3 separate regions of the Mus musculus genome follow, and all the other regions are linked to region 2. Evidence: chromatin contacts called from public Hi-C data. All regions are on one chromosome and are shown on one strand. Each heading gives the region's core, a stretch centred on a gene start, on an enhancer-like site or on the middle of the called end of the contact. The rest is flanking DNA. Distances are from core to core; before and after follow the strand shown.

Region 1 (2,751 bases), core at 159-2,658, 210 kb after region 2:
CAATGTGAACAAAGGAAACAACAGTTAGATACTTGAACTGTCTCCATTCATAGACTAGAGAATCACGTCTGGCGCTTCCACACTGGAGTGCTGGGGAGGCCAGGCAGAGGGTACAGGTAAGAGGGCCCAGGAAATCAAAGGGGAAGGTTCGTAAAAGAGCATATGACAGCGAGACAACTTTGGAAACTTTTTCTCAGGGTTATTCTGAAAGTTCCGTCCTTTCTGAAAGACATGAACAACTGGCTTTTCAGCAAAGTTTTAAAAGAACAGAAACACAGCTGAAGTAGCTCCTTGATTTTCCATCCTCGCCACTTAATTAGGAAGGGCATTTATGATGTTCAAGGTTTTAATTGCTTTTGCCCCTCCTCAGGCCCCTTCTTCAGTTACACCCACAGAGCAATTGAACCAGAGCCAGACATTTGAACTTCTCTCAAGAAGGAAACACACACACACACACACACACACACACACACACACAGCAGCACAATTACCCTAGACAGTATTCTCTGACTTCATCTCTCCCATCCCTCTCTAGCTATCTGTCCCCATCCCCTCTCAATAAGATAAATGAATGTAATAAAGAAATGGAAAACATCGTGAGAATAACATCTTTGTTAATATAAGGCAGGCTGGCTGCAGGTGAGCCGCAGGTAGGTTCTGTGACATCTGAGAAGTCTCCTAGAACTCTAAACTACAAGTGGGCCCCATCCCCTAACCTGACCCACAGTCCTAGTGCAGCATTCTAGCATACGCCTGATATCCCACACAGAACCATGAAATCTGGAGACCAATGGCTTCCAGGACATCCAGAAATTATGTAGACTGTGGTACAAGTCCTGAGTCTTAAGAAAACCCCAGACCTAACATTCCCTCCAAAGGTCCCCAAATTAGAAGCCAATCATAGCAATAAAATGTGGACCTTCCTCATCCCCCAAAAGTCTCTGGTTTGTAGAGCATCCGTCCTAAAATTCACCCTTCTCCCTATGCTCTGGACTCATCCTGCCTCAAGCTGCCCATCCCCATTTTCTCTTCTCCTCTAAGAATTTCTGTCTCCTTGACTTCATCCTGCCATCACTTGAATGTATTCAAGGCCACAAGTCCTCCCTTAACCCGTCCCTTCACATGCTGCCCTCCATCTTTCTTCCATAGGCAAACCATACAAGAACAGACCCTGCACCCACTATGTCCACCCACCACCCTCCACTTACTCACCTTTAACCAAATTTACCAAATCCTCACAACCACCATATTATCAAAAAGGCTCTTGAAAAGCTGCTAATGCTTTCTAAGTTGTAAAACCACCTTCTTACTTTTCATCTCACTTCACTTCTCAGAGGAGTGGGTGGGGCCACCAAATATGTCTAGAGTAATTGTTCTCAGGTAGAGATGATTTTCGTCTCCCAGTGGGGTGCCGTTACTGCCATCCAGTGGGCAGAAGCCAAGAAGGCTGCTAAACACCAGAACAGACCCTCTAAGGAACAATCCAGTCGAACATGCCAATGGCACCACACTCTGTAGCTACAAAATCAAGGCACTGTCATGGTAACTATATTTCAAAATGTCACTCAACAACCTGTGTGTGCTGGCACATGCTTATATTCCTAGTGCTTGGGCGATTCATGCAAGAGGATCACAAGTTTGAGACCAGAGTGGGCTACATTGTAAGACTCTGTCTCATAATAAACAGAAGTGTTACAGGGCATAATCACGGGACAGCAAACCTGTTTTTTTCCCGTGCAGGAGGAAAACTGACCGCTCCTCTTTTCAGAGTGAAGGCTGATGACTTTCTCCAAGGTCAGAGGACGACAAGAAAAATTAAATAATGACTTAGAGCTTACACAGTCAGAATAAAGAAGGGTGCAGCAGTGTCTGACAATAGATTCCTTGTGGACCGCTCCTCTCTTCCTCACCACCAGACTAAACACAGTAACAAAGATCTCAGAAGGCACACAGACACCTGTGATGTTTTCTCACTGCCCCTCACACCTTGTGATAACACAAAGACTTCCTTCTGCTTGCTCCCATCTCATTTAGTGTTTTTATTTTCTAAACTACCATAGGGCTAAGGAGTAAACATCATTATCTGTGGCACTTCGTAGGCTCCCTTTCCCCGAGATTAAAACTAAGTATGTGGAACTTTATGCTTTCCTGAAGAAACAAAAAACAAAACAAAAATCCTAAATCCAAATTCTCCTTTCATGCTGCTTTTCTCTGTGACAAAAGAAAAAATAAATTCTGTCTAAAACGACTGCCGCCATCCTAGTATCTTGCCAAGTTGTATCAACCCTATGCGTTTTTTTTCTATTAGTTTTATTTCTAAATACTACACTTTAAGAAATAAAGCTCTTGGTACAAAATAAGAGTGCGGTAAGAGAGCAGGAGTTCAAGTACAGTAAGCAGGGCAAACTCGGTGGCCCAGCATCACAACCTCCCCTGCTGATTGTGCCTTTGGCGCTTCCTGCACAGGGCATGGGCAGCTCTGTTCCATGTCTGTGTGGTCTGACTAGTAGGTCCAATCACTGCCTTAAGAATGCTGGTTATGAAATATGCCAGCCGTGTCCTGTGCAGCACTGTTACATAAGTGGAATAATCTCAGGGTTGAAGTCAGAGTTCTGCTGTTTTGACAGTCTGTAGCCAGCTTACCCTGTAACTGAGGTGGCTCATGATTTGTCACTGATCAGCTCTACCTAATCAATGATAGCTTCCTTCTCATCACTTGCATCTCACCCAGTGAGGGTTGTTTCCTCCAAA
Region 2 (2,825 bases), core at 300-2,799:
TATCTTTGACCCTTCCATGCACTTTCAAGTTTTACTTTCCATGTGCTGTAGTCAACCAAAGACTACTAACAGAGATAAGAAGATACCAACGCACCAGATGTCGGAACACTGGGTGGCAGCCCGGTAATGTCTTCCATCCCATGAAACGACTTGGGACTCCTCAAGTGGGCCTGACATGTCACCATATTGAAAATTAACTGCTACCCTCCCAAACCATCAGAAGAGAGCAAGTTAAAGGTGCGAGTTGAGCAGAGCTCCAATCTTGCTACTACACAACAATGTCACCTACCAACCATGCCCCAGTGTATGGGGACTTGGGTCAGTTCTGCTCAAATCCTAGGTCAGAATAGGATAGGCATTTATGGGCAGCTAGGTCATTAGACCCCTTCCCTAATGACCAATACGAGGAAAGAGAGTCCCTGTGACTGAGGCCCAGCAACCCAGGGTCTCTTCTGAGTTGCCGCAAGGAAGAACTACAAGAGCTAAGAATCAGAAGAGTTGCAATAACTGTTGAATGATTTCTGATAGTATGTATATCAGGATTTTCACCATTAAAACAATTATCTGGAAAAGTTGCTTTGAATGACACTACCTACTCAGGTCTAGAATTATGGAAAACATAAAACAATAAATATTGTTATTTTTTTTAAACTTGGTCTCATTTGTGAAATGATGGGCTGGACAAATAGAACAACCATGAAGTCTTTTCCAGCCCTGATATTATTGTAAGACAGTAGGGGGTCTAAAGAGCAACCAACTGGTGGGATTTTAACTCTACTGTACAGAGTCAGGCAAATGACCTCATTGTTGAGGCTGCTCTAGTTAGCAAAGACACTTTGGCAGGCTTGACACACACCCCTCTTTCTATATTGCTTCTTTCTTATTCCGTATTCATTTCTGGGGCTGTCTGTCCCTTATTCTCTTTGTGTCTCTTCCATATGAACATATAGCCAATCAGAAGTGTATGCAACCCAGAGAGAGTGAGAAACACCCTGGGCTGGGATGACTTTGCATGGACCCTGAATGTTCTATTTTCTTGAATCAATGAGGGTAGTTCATGAAAGGCAGGCTGCAAAAACGCCAAGTAACTGAATGTGTCCTCTTATTCCTTCCTAAGACACAAGCTGTGTAGGGCAGGAATCGGTTGGGAAAGGCGTCGGCCTATGGAGTCCACTCCTTCCTTCTTTGGCCATCCCACCTCAGAGCTGTTAAGTCAACACTGGAATGAAACTGCAATGCAGGGACTCATATTGGGGACCCAAACTGTGAACACTAGGTGTGCTTAATCCAGACAACAACCCAGGCACAAATTGAATAAGGCAGAGGCAGCAATGCCAAAACAAAGAACTCTCAACTCTACAAACACTGGGAGGGCAACAGCTGGTCAGCTGAGATTAAAGGAGCACAGAGTGCCTCCCATCTCCTGACTTCTCCTCCCCCATAGCCATCCTTGTAGCCAGCCAGGACTTACTTTTATAGCCCTGTGCAGATGACCTTGTTCCAGCTAAGATAGGGGCTCCTTTGATCTCAGCAGGGGATGCTCTGGGCTTGCAGCTGGCAGATATTAATAGCACAGGATCAGCTTGGGCAGAAGAGACGGCTCAGTTGGACCAGGTCACTTGTATTCCCTTCTCTGCAGCAGAGCAGAAGGGACTTCATTTCCCGGATCAACCCCTGCTGGGTGCTTCTCTCAGGTCAACCCAGATCATTTTATTGCTGGCTGCTCTTGGCTGCATGCTCTCACCCCACAACTGTTTTCAAGTGAACACTGTTTAAGCAAGGGCCTCTGTTCTGCAGCTGAAATCCATTACAGGTTTACTCTGTGAAACAGAAGAGCCACCCGTGGCTGGGTGCTGCCCATCTGCAGACCCACCTCACCCTGTCAGGACTGAAAAAGACTCAAGCAATCGCTCACTTCTTCAAACTAACATCAGGCAGAAGAAGAAACTGAGGTCCAAAGTGATGAAAAGACTTGCCCATCGTCATTAGTTAGCGCATAGGCAAAGGTGACCAAATAAAGGACTGAAACCACAAGCATTTTGTGCCATGTATTTCTCCTCTCTCTCTCTCATAGGAACTTAGGGACCATTGCAATATATTTGATCAGGAATGAATGTTCTAAGAAATGACCCCCACCTCTTTGTCTGAAGTTCTCGGGACGGAATGTTGTTGTTTCAAGAGTATTAGGCAAGTGTTTTCCCCAGCCAAAATCTGTTCATTTTAACTTACTGGTAAATGACCCCATTTTAGACTTTGGTTAAAACACTCCCACATCCTCTTTACCTATTTAGCTATACAAGCAAAATACCTTAAAAAACAAAACAAACAAACAAACAAACAAAACCCCAACTGCTTCAATCGCCATTAGGGCTTCATAGTCAGGAACAGCTAGTTACCTAAGGATGAGCTAGGAACTTCCTTTGCTGCTATCATTTTCCTGTTGCCATTACACTAGAGTCCAAAGCCATTTCTTCCCCTGCCATTTCATTCCACTTTGCTTAATATAAAGCAGGATTCTGGGAACTTGTTTCCAAATAAAGAAGAAAGATAATCTTCCAATTTCCTCAGAGCTGAACAAGTGTGTGTGTGCATGTATGGTATGTGAGTGTGCTTGTGTGTAGTGTATATATGGTATATGTATATTTTGTGTGTGGGTATGATGTGTGCAGGTATGGTTTATGAGTGTGTTTGTGTATTGTGTGTATATGGTATATGTATAAGGTATGTATCTGTGTGTCATGTGTGCATGTATTGTTCCTGAATGTGTTTGTGTGTAGTGTGTATATAGTATATGTATATGGGGTATGTATGTGTGTGTGTAATAT
Region 3 (2,721 bases), core at 180-2,679, 230 kb after region 2:
CCGAGCTTCTCATGTCACAAACCCTTATGTTTACACACACACACACACTCTCTCTCTCTTCTTATTTATTTCTCTAGAAGAAGCTTGCTCTAGATTTAGCTGTTGAAAACCCATTTGAACACGAACTTTAAAACTAACTATTGGCCCAGGGTTGCATATTAATCATGCAGCTCAGAGACCAAAGGGTCTGGCCTGCCTTTGTGCTGCTCCCATGATGGGTTTGGGGATCACTCCATAACTAGATAACTCCCAAATCTTACAGAAAGAACGTGAGGCCCGAATCTCTCCATATTAGAATGAGGGGGCATCAACAACTATATGTAAGGGCCTTCCAAGCCTGCTGATTATGAAAAACGTACAATTATGAGAGAAGCAGAGAAAACAAAAAGCAGGAGAATGCACAGCGAAATGAAAGCAGACGCTGAGTGTCAGAGAACCGGAGGGAAACAGAGCAAGGACAGCTCCGGACACGTGTGTGATGTAATCACCTTCCGAAGGCAGCCTTCTGGTATCATGCAAATGCATCACCAACTTAATGCCACCCAATATATTCCTGAGCTGAAATTCAAAGGAGAGTGTTTGTAAATGCAAGCGAGAGTCTGTCGAACCCCAGACATCTGAAAACAATGTGAGTTTTGGCATGTTTTGCCAAGTACAAAAAAGCAATGGCTACCTGTTTGGGAACGGCTATGTCTCTTGGTTCCTTTTCACTCGTGTGTCTGTCAAAGACCAAGAACCACCAACCAGAGAACTGATAAAGCAGAAGCTCTGGGGCAGCGACTTCCATCTGCTGGGCTCCCTCAGAAGAGCCACACTGTTGGAAGAGCCACACTGTTGGAAGAGTCAGTCACACTGTTGGAAGAGTCAGTCACACTGTTGGAAGAGTCAGTCACACTGTTGGAAGAGCCACACTGTTGGAAGATTTTTTTGCCCCCATTCAAAGAGCATTTTCGCCTCAGGATTACCTCTCCTCCTGCAGGGCTCACCCACAGTCTCACTCTTGTGGTTATTGGAGCAAATCACTGGTGCTGAGAAGGTGGCTTCCTCCATCTTAACAAAACCATTCAAGCCCTAGAGTCAGTTAATCCCTGGAAGGCCTTACAATTCCATTCCCTGACATGTTTGATAAATATGGAAATTGTAAAAATGTTCTGACTTGTTAAAAATGTTTTCAGCCTTCTTAAAGAACGCTTTGGCCCCAACATGCACAAAACGCTGGCTTGGCATGCCTGGAAGCCTCCATCACCTTCTCTATTGTGTATACATTGACAAGCCCTGAAGCATAAATAAGTCACACTTCACAAAGAAATGTTTATTCTATGCTCTCAAGGGGGCTCTCCTTTCTCAAGGAAACAAAAGTAAAGCGGAGAAGAGGGAAGAGGGTGTGTACTAAAAAATGTGGTGGAAAGAGAAAAAACTCACTTCTAAATGATTGCGAAATTGAAGACCATTAAAAAGAAGTCTGGGCTTAGGAGAGGGGTGTGTCGGAGTTGGCTAATAAACAAACCTCTCGAAAATGACTGTGGTAAGAAACAACTAGACTTCTTTGTTTCTTGCTTTACAAAATGTAATGAATAATAAGGGGTTTTTACTCCACTGTTCTGACGATGAATACAGTTTTTCTTTCAGTGCTTTCTTTAATTCAAAAGAGTTAACTCCCCTTTAATTCCATTCAAACTTTAAAGCATGAAATACAACATATATGACTACTATCTACTATAAATATTACAATTCTGGCCACCAATGTCCAAGAAACCAAGCCCTGGTCTCAGGAATAGGCCTGATTTCTATTCTCAAATACCTAATCATTCCTGAGCTAGAACAAACAAATACATAGCAAAAAAGAGGGACTCTGATGGTACAAACCTAGTACAGTGCCTACAAACCCTGGGTATACAGGATTCAAAAGAAAACAATGAGGAGAACACAAAGACAATACACAGATAGAATCCTGATGAAGCACCAGAATCCTGTAGAAACGGTAACCAGCAGCATCCATCACAGACCCTCAGCCTTCTAATGCCCAACACAATGACTGCTTCCAGAAGATCCCCATTAGTGGTTCTAACCATCGAATTCCTCAACCTCTGACCATTTCCAGAAGACAGCATTTACAGGGCCTTCCAAGCCTGCTGATTATGTAAAACATGCAATTATGAGAGAAGCGGAGAAAGCAAAAGGCAGAAGGATGCATAGCAAAATGAAAGCAGGCACTGGGTGCCAGAGAACAGGAGGGAAACAGAGCAAGGGCAGCTGAGGATGACCTGTGTACTATCAAACCTTTCAAGAGGGCAGGGTTTGCTCAGAGGTAGGATACCACCTGCCTTCTGTACACGGTCTTGTATTCAATACCCAAGCATACAAAATAATAACGGTAATAATCTAAGCTGCCCGAAACACACCCTTAATGTATCTCTTTTATGTGTAGCTGAAGACTTGTTCTTGCTGATGACTTAAAAGAAAATGAGAACAAATGTGTGCCAAAACTCCATTCATTCCATCGCTTTTAGGATGGCCCACGTTGTTCATGGCTAGAAAGTAGCTTTTAATCATGGAGAAACTATATTCTCATTTTTGTGATATTCATAAGATAATTAGAATATAAATATGACATTTGTTTGTTTAATATACATTAACATTTCCACCATTACTCTGAAGACTAAAGAACAAAATAATAGATCCTGATTTCAGCACACTGATTTCCACAATATAATTACTTCT

Evidence for each region. Hi-C and Micro-C count contacts between places; a contact is called where the count stands out from the background.
Region 1: a Hi-C map of uterus shows a contact between it and region 2, with 2.4 times the contacts expected there. The contact joins two enhancer-like sites. A contact is called at or near these places in 2 of 484 Hi-C or Micro-C datasets (nephron progenitors and uterus) and 1 of 115 datasets of contacts at active chromatin or transcription factors (CD8 T cells).
Region 3: a contact with region 2 is called in a Hi-C map of uterus, with 1.9 times the contacts expected there. The contact joins two enhancer-like sites. A contact is called at or near these places in 3 of 484 Hi-C or Micro-C datasets (CD8 T cells, nephron progenitors and uterus) and 1 of 115 datasets of contacts at active chromatin or transcription factors (CD8 T cells).

Annotation. Positions count from the first base shown.
Region 1 is chr12:79,452,893-79,455,643 of GRCm38.p6, reverse strand. The region is part of intron 7 of Rad51b (RAD51 paralog B); the gene reads right to left. Among named protein-coding and RNA genes, the nearest start is that of Rad51b, 160 kb to the right of the region's middle. Within about 2 kb of position 1,408, at least 21 of the 459 cell types and tissues checked have an H3K27ac peak or open chromatin away from gene starts, as enhancers often do. A contact at or near this core is called in uterus, where this site is marked.
Region 2 is chr12:79,660,160-79,662,984 of GRCm38.p6, reverse strand. The region is part of intron 8 of Rad51b (RAD51 paralog B); the gene reads right to left. Among named protein-coding and RNA genes, the nearest start is that of Gm36048, 140 kb to the left of the region's middle. Within about 2 kb of position 1,549, at least 62 of the 459 cell types and tissues checked have an H3K27ac peak or open chromatin away from gene starts, as enhancers often do. A contact at or near this core is called in uterus, where this site is marked.
Region 3 is chr12:79,432,554-79,435,274 of GRCm38.p6, reverse strand. The region is part of intron 7 of Rad51b (RAD51 paralog B); the gene reads right to left. Among named protein-coding and RNA genes, the nearest start is that of Rad51b, 140 kb to the right of the region's middle. Within about 2 kb of position 1,429, at least 33 of the 459 cell types and tissues checked have an H3K27ac peak or open chromatin away from gene starts, as enhancers often do. A contact at or near this core is called in uterus, where this site is marked.